Regions from separate parts of the Rattus norvegicus genome. Here region 2 is linked to region 1. Evidence: chromatin contacts called from public Hi-C data. All regions are on one chromosome and are shown on one strand. The core of a region is the stretch at or near the end of the contact, and the rest is flanking DNA. Distances in the headings are between cores, read along the strand shown. Region 1 holds the start of Usp38 (ubiquitin specific peptidase 38). Region 2 holds the start of Smarca5 (SWI/SNF related, matrix associated, actin dependent regulator of chromatin, subfamily a, member 5).

The links. Hi-C and Micro-C count contacts between places; a contact is called where the count stands out from the background.
Region 2: a contact with region 1 is called in a Hi-C map of liver, with 4 times the contacts expected there. The contact joins the promoter of Smarca5 here to the promoter of Usp38 in region 1. A contact is called at or near these places in 1 of 12 Hi-C or Micro-C datasets (liver) and 1 of 1 datasets of contacts at active chromatin or transcription factors (oligodendrocytes).

What each region holds. Positions count from the first base shown.
Region 1 is chr19:43,908,427-43,912,067 of GRCr8, forward strand. It overlaps Usp38 (ubiquitin specific peptidase 38), which reads left to right and starts at 2,048. Exons shown (of 10, transcript NM_001107418.2): 1 at 2,048-3,243. The coding sequence starts at 2,562.
Region 2 is chr19:44,174,487-44,178,127 of GRCr8, forward strand. Smarca5 (SWI/SNF related, matrix associated, actin dependent regulator of chromatin, subfamily a, member 5) reads left to right here and starts at 1,809. Exons shown (of 24, transcript NM_001107419.1): 1 at 1,809-1,859. The coding sequence starts at 1,854.

The DNA of each region.
Region 1 (3,641 bases), core at 798-3,297:
TGAGTTAGTGTGTTCAGATTTCATTCAGGTATCAAAACTTCATTCTTTTAAGGCTGAATAATGTCCCTTTGTATGCTTGTATCACATTTTACTTAACCACTCATCTGTTCCACCTTTAGGCCATCTTAAAAAACAATGCTGTGAACATTAATGTAGTTGTTTCTAACTCTTTGAGGTATGTGCCTAGAAGTGGAATGATCTCTACTTAAGTTCTTCATGCAGTGAGCTATATAGTGGCAAAGGCAGGTGAGCCCAGCACTTAGGAGATGGAAGGCAGAAGGAATCAGTAAGTCATGGTATATTCAAATAAGCCTTTCCGGGAGCAGCAAAGACAAAAGCAACATAAGCACAATCCTGGTTCTTCTGGAAATATTACTGTTACTTGTTTTCAAATGTAGCAGGATAGCCAAGCCAATATTCCTTGTAGCTTTATGTTCTACCTACCTGAAAAGGGATTGGGGGGGTGGGGGTAGGGGCTGAAAGCCATTCCTAGGTCTAGATTCAAACTCTTTACTCTCTTCCTACAAATCAGTCTCCAATTTCTCTTCACCCAGCTCCTATCTCCTCTCCACTGCTACTTTTAATACTATGAAAATGGGTATGTTAAAAATATTGACGTAATCATGTCTGTGGCAAGAAAAACCTTTTTTCCCCCTATTGGACACTTATAAGGTATACAATGATAACTAGCAATGTTTCACAATGATTTCACAACTATATTAAACAAGACTGAAGGAAAATATAATTAGGCAACATTTTCCAAAATAATAGTCTATGATTAAGGTTTGTGTTTCAGTACTAAGGGTACCAAGGGCCGGGCCTTGTCAGGTACTTTTAAGACTAGGTCACTTACAAAGACCTGGAGTTTAAAATCCATCTGAATCCTTGGGACTTAACTTGAAAGGGTACACGTGTGATGACCCCCATTTGTCCTTCCCTGCTCTAAAAGATCTTTAATATAAGCTTTATGGTATCTTCAAAAGTTTTCTTTTCAAAGTTCTCTTTTATACAAGCACACACACATGCCTTCAGTCTCAGGTTTGCGCTCCGGCCTACTTGAGGCACAGCTTATACACTGAACACTGACTAAAAAGGCTCACTATTTTTACAACCTTGTTTCAAATCATCACTAAACGCATGAGCTACCAGCACTCCTTACATTAGCAATCGTCTCATAGGAAAAACACAGCCACTTAAGGCAGTATGTCTTCTAAAAAATTTCCCCCAAAGCATGTTTTTTTCTTATACTTTTCTCACTTCCTCAAGCAGTGCTCCCGAGTTTGCAGAACTTTCTCAGACTCAAGATTTTAAACAATTAATATAGCACTTCCTCGAATTTTCTTCATAAGGAACGTGATCCAGACTACGACAGAGTAAAAGGGCTCCTCCATTTTGTCTCAGCAGGAGCCATCTTCGGCTTACTCTCAAACTAACACCATCATCCCCTGATGAAAGTGAAAAGTCCTGTACTCCAACCCTGTCCTAGAAACTCGGGGAAATGCCTCCCTAGCTGCAGGTTCGGGGCTTCTATTAAGCTACCTGCTTACTTTATTCCCCGTGCCAACAGCAAAGTAGGAAATAGTGTTTCCGTGTTCTTTGCCTTTTAAAGCTCCCTGTGAAATGCGTTATTCGGGCTGCCCTGTGAGAAGAGTTTCTCCTCAGGCAGTCGCTTAATATAGTCTCTCCATTCTGTCGTGCTGAGCGACCTCTGGGTCTCTAAGGAGCAACACCGACGGGATCCATGTGCGTCGAGTGACCAGACCCTCACAGTACAGACATGCCCTCCAGATTCCCAGAACAGCTCCTCCGGAAGTCCGCCAGTGACGTTCCTCATCGTCGCCAGTGACGCGAGAGTGGCCGCGTGACTCACTCAGTGCCTCTGCGCCTGCGCGCCAGGGAAGGGACCGCGGCCTGTCGGGGGGAGGAGCTAGATGGAGAAGAGGGGGAGGGGCGGGGCCCGCAGGAAATGTGTCGAATGTAGACGAGAAAGGACCGGAAGAAAGTGGGCGGGGCGAGGGCGGACCTATCTGCTGTGCCTCGGAACTTCACTTCCTATTTGCCGGTATTTCTGCTTCCGGGTTAAGGGTGTTCGGCGCTTCCAGCTCCTCTCCTTGGCAGATCGAGGTACTCTGGTTGACAGCGCCTCCTGACTCAACCGAGGGCGGCTTTTTACTGCCCACCCGCGGACGTCTGGACGCCTCACAACCCCGGGACGCGAAGGCGCTCCTCACCTTCCAGCTCAGCCTGGAGGCCTGGAGGGTCCCTGTGCCCGAATGCTGAGAGGGGTCGCGGGCCCAGCGAGGCAGCCGTGTGCGGACCTCCGGCTCCTTAGGCGGACCGCGGGGACTGACAGCCTTTCGGCGCCCCAGAATCGCCCGCTCCCGTCCCAGCTCGGATGGGCCTTCCCACTCGATAAATGTGGCTGCTGAGGCAGCGGTGGCGGTGGCCAGACCTGCTGCTGCTTGGCTTCAAGTTCACCCCCACCGCGGCTCCTTGGTGTCCCCCCGGGCTGCCGCCGCCAGCTCCTTATCCCCTGGGCCTGGCCTTGCAGAGTGGCGACGATGGACAAGATTCTGGAGGGTCTGGTGAGTTCCTCGCACCCGCTGCCCCTCAAGCGGATGATTGTGCGGAAGGTGGTGGAATCCGCGGAGCATTGGCTCGACGAGGCGCAGTGCGAGGCCATGTTTGACCTGACGACCCGCCTCATCCTGGAGGGCCAGGACCCCTTCCAGCGACAAGTGGGCCACCAGGTGCTGGAGGCCTACGCGCGGTACCACCGGCCGGAGTTCGAGTCCTTCTTCAACAAGACTTTCGTGTTGGGCCTCCTTCAGCAGGGCTACCACTCACTGGACAGGAAGGACGTAGCCATCCTGGACTACATTCACAACGGCCTGAAGCTGATTATGAGCTGCCCGTCGGTGCTGGACCTCTTCAGCCTGTTACAGGTGGAGGTCTTACGAATGGTTTGCGAGAGGCCGGAGCCACTACTCTGTGCCAGGCTGAGCGACCTCCTGACGGATTTCGTGCAGTGCGTCCCCAAAGGGAAACTGTCCATTACCTTCTGTCAACAGCTGGTTCGGACGATAGGTCACTTCCAGTGTGTGTCCACCCAGGAGAAGGAGCTCCGGGAGTATGTCTCCCAGGTAACAAAAGTGAGTAACTTACTACAGAATATTTGGAAGGCTGAGCCCTCCACGCTGCTACCTTCTCTGCAAGAAGTTTTTGCAAGCATCTCTTCCACAGGTAAGGGTCATTATTTCAGGGAAGTATGTCTTGGAAATTCAACATGTGTGTCTCATAAACACAGTGCACTTCCCGGAAACATTCTCATGGGGGCGGCAGGCATATTGTATTGAAGTAAATCCTCCAGTAAGAGACATTCTTGATGGATAGCAAATCTAAATAATTCTCATCCAAAATTTTACTCCACTTCACTGCCTTGTTCAGAATGGTATGCTGGAGCAAAAATGTTGAGTCCAAAGACCTTTGTCACTGAACAAGTCATTTAATTACACCACCTCTGTTCCAGTTTTGGAATTCTTATGGGCAGACAGCCAGGATGAGAAGCTTCTAGTCATTACTGATTAATGGTCATCTATGATGCTCGCCTCAGGGCGTTATTGTTCCTATGTGTAACCTAT
Region 2 (3,641 bases), core at 559-3,058, 270 kb after region 1:
CCTGGAATTAGACTTATAGTTGTGAATTGACATATGGGTGCTGGGAATTGAGCCAGTGCTCTTAACCTCTGAGCCATCTGTTCCAGCTCCTTATTAGTTTTTGGAGAAAAGATCACCTAGTAGCCAAGGATGACCTTGAACGCTGGATCCTCCTGCCTACACTTCCCTAAATGCGGGGATTTTGGGCATGAATCACCGCATCAAGATTAAATGGTGCTAGGACTCAAAGCCAGGATTTCACGCACGCTCCCCCAAGCAGTCTACCTAAAGAGCTACAACCACAGTATGTTAAAGGAGATCGTTTTCAGATCTCAATTCTGGTTAAAGATTATTCGACTGGTTCGAACATTTAAACTTATATATGAATATTATCTATTCCAAGAAGTTTGAAATTAGGTCTGGAAAAGAGTTTTATTCAATATAGGTGGGGACGAAATAACGAGCGGGATTAAGATGACAAATATCTTTTGTGCATGGGAGTAGGTGTTTAGATTCTGTAGGATAGGACGAAAGACCTCAGTAGCTTCCATGACAGCCTGAGGCAGGATAAAGAAGCAACAAGAACAACGAACACTTTTCTCTTTGTAGCCCTGGCTGATCTGGAACTCGCTCTGTAGATCAGGCGGCCTTGAACTCAGAGATCTGCTTGCCTTTGCCTCCCCAGTGCTGGGATTAAAGGCGTGCATCACCACGCCTAGTAAACACTTCTGGAGACAAACGTGCATTTTTGTTTGATGTAAAAAACACGCTCTCATTTGTCTTCATCTGTTGCCATTCGTGTTCTCACAGGGCAGCGCGTCTTCTGGCCTAACCTGAAGTTCACAAACGCCGAGATAGACCGAACTCTCTAAGGGGAGCTGACCGATGCAGCGAACACAGAGTTTAATTCTGAGGAGATTTTTCTTCTCAGGCGTCCAACGTCACTTAACGTCACGCTAGTGAGCGAAGGCGGTAGGACGACGAAGGCCAGCCCAGGCCTCTGCTCCACGCCTAACAGTCGCCAGGCAGTCGCGCCGTTCCCAAGCGGGCCTCTCTAGCCGGCGGGAGACAGCGAGCGGAGCCGTTACGGGAGCGCCGAAGAGCCAGCTCGCGTCACACGAAGGAGCGAACGCGCAAACCTCCGCCGACGCGCCTCCTCGAGGCCCCGCCCACTCGCCTTCCACAACCCGCTGGCGGCCCGGAGGAGGCGGAGTCTAGGAGGAACAGGCGCATGCGCCCTCGCAACCCGGCCCTCGAAGGGGGAACTAGCGATCTCGCGAGGGTTGAGAGCGGGTGGCGTAGGTCGCTGTCTGGTTGGTTGGAGAAGATAATCTACTCCGGTAGAGGAGAAGGCGCCGGGAGACCTCTGAGTACCTTTCGCTTTCCTTTCCCTTTCCCTCGGCCCTCCGCCTCCTCACAGTCAGCCCGCCCTCCCTGACCTCCTTGACCCCGCTGGCCCCGCCCACCCTCGTCGACGTGATTCCCGCCGTGAGGTAAACGCCAGTGGAGCGGAGTCCCGCGGAAGAGGAGGACTAGGCGAGCGTCGCGGCTGGGCCGGCTCTGGTCGGTGGCGGAGCCCCTGCGCGTGAGAGCTTCCGGGCGGGTCTCGCTCCTCCGGCGGCCCGGACGCTAGAGCCGCGCAGGCCCAGGCCGCTTTCCTCGGCGCCGCGCCTGCCCGTGGCCGCGGCGGGTGACGCAGCCGGAACATGTCGTCCACGGCTGAGCCTCCGCCGCCCCCGCCTCCCGAGAGCGCGCCTTCCAAGCCCTCGGCGGCGGGCGCCGGCGGGAGCAGCAGCGGCAACAAAGGCGGCCCGGAGGGCGGCGCGGCGCCGGCGGCTCCGAGCGCCACAGGCGCGGGTCCCGCGGACACCGAGATGGAGGTGAGCGCGGCCGGGGCGTGGGGTAGGGAGATGGATGCTCTGCTGGCGCGTCTCCCGCACTTCACCTTTACGTTTTCCCCCTCGGTGTAGCTAGCCTAGCCAGATCGCGGATCGCTCTTACGAAACACATGTTCCTGATTACTGTGGCCGAAGGGACCCGTTTCCTCTATCGCTAGGCTCCCCCAGAACTCGCTCGGGTTCCTCCGATTTAGGTTTTAGTTTGCACTAAACTTTGAGGAGGGCGAGGGAAATGCCCCTCCGGAGTGGGATTCCCGGGGCGAGGGCGACGTTTCCCAGCGTCGCAGCTGAGGACTTGCGCCTCCAGTGCCTCATCCCGTGCTGGCGGGGGCGGCATCAGTCTGTTCTGGGCAGAAACAATGGCGAGAACTGGAGGGCCGAATGCGCAGTGGGGATAAGCGGGGCGCAGCTGCTTCTGTGCAGCGAGGGGAGGCCCCTCCTGGGCCCTGCTCCACTGGGAGGAGAGCGAGCATGACAGCCGCAGCACCTGTCTTGGTTCCCCATCCAATTAGGGGTGTATGCGTGGAAAACTGAATGAATGGGAGCATCGGGGGAGGGTGATGGGCTCCTAGCCCAGTACGTTGCTTCCTTTTGAAGCCATTTGGAGGAATCGCTGTTGAACCACCTTCTCAGGGCTCTAGTGGGCCAGATGATGGTGACAATACTGGAGGAAGCAGGGAAAGGGTGGAAAATGGGGGAGCTGCCAGGCAGGTCTCTTGGATATGCTCCCAGGCTTTGAGTTGCCTGGAAACCAAGTTATTGCTCCCAATTTTTATTCTTGGCCTTGGTCTTGTTTTGAGGTGTTATTATTATTTGAGGTTCCAGTCTGAAGATTCCTGGGAATTTAATCCTCAGATTGGAAGTAATACAATAAAAATGAACCTTAGCATAGAATTTACACTCTAAGGAGATGATGGTGCAGTGTGCTTACTTTTATTGGGCAGCTTGGGTGAAATATTGTTAATCTTCGAAACAACTTTTCCTGGGGAAGGTAGGTGCTGGTGTAGTGCACCAATTTGAAGTGAATGCAATTTCAGTTTAAAAATGTATTTGATGCTCCCCCTATGGTTTTAAATGGTTTTTAGAGTTTCTAGGGTTGTTTAACTTGGATTCTTATATTTCTGTTCCATGAAATAAAGGAATCTGGTGGCTCAGGCCTTTTAATCCCAGAACTTGAGGCAGAGGCAGAGGTATCTCGTGAGTTTGAGGCCAGCCTTGTGTACAGAGCTAATTCCAGGACAGCCAGGGCTACACAGAGAAATCCTGTCTCAAAAAACCAAAACAATAAGAATAAACAAGTAGGAACTATGACATAAACAGAAAAGGAGTGAAGAATAAGATTGAGAAAAAATAGAAACTATTGGTATTTCTATACTGAGAAGACCCAGTTTACTCGTCTGGTTAATGGAAATACCACTTATTTGGGCTTTTCACATTTATGTTCATATTTACATTTTAATTGAAAAACAGCAACTCAAGAATTAAAGAATTTCATTGGGGTTTAAATTCTCCTGGTTATTTTATTCCCTCTTAAGACAGTTACCTTCAGACTGCTTTTCATTGTCTTAACTGAATTTAGAATCAGAACTAGGTTTGAGTTGAGTATGTCTAATGTATTTGAGGACCTTAGGTATGTTTTACAGTTGGAAAAAAAGACTGAATTATAGACGTAACATCTGCAGTTGGAAAACACACATTATTATTGTAAGGTGTACTTTTCCTTGAATGTGTGCTACAAGAATTTTTCTATAAGTTAGAGCTGGA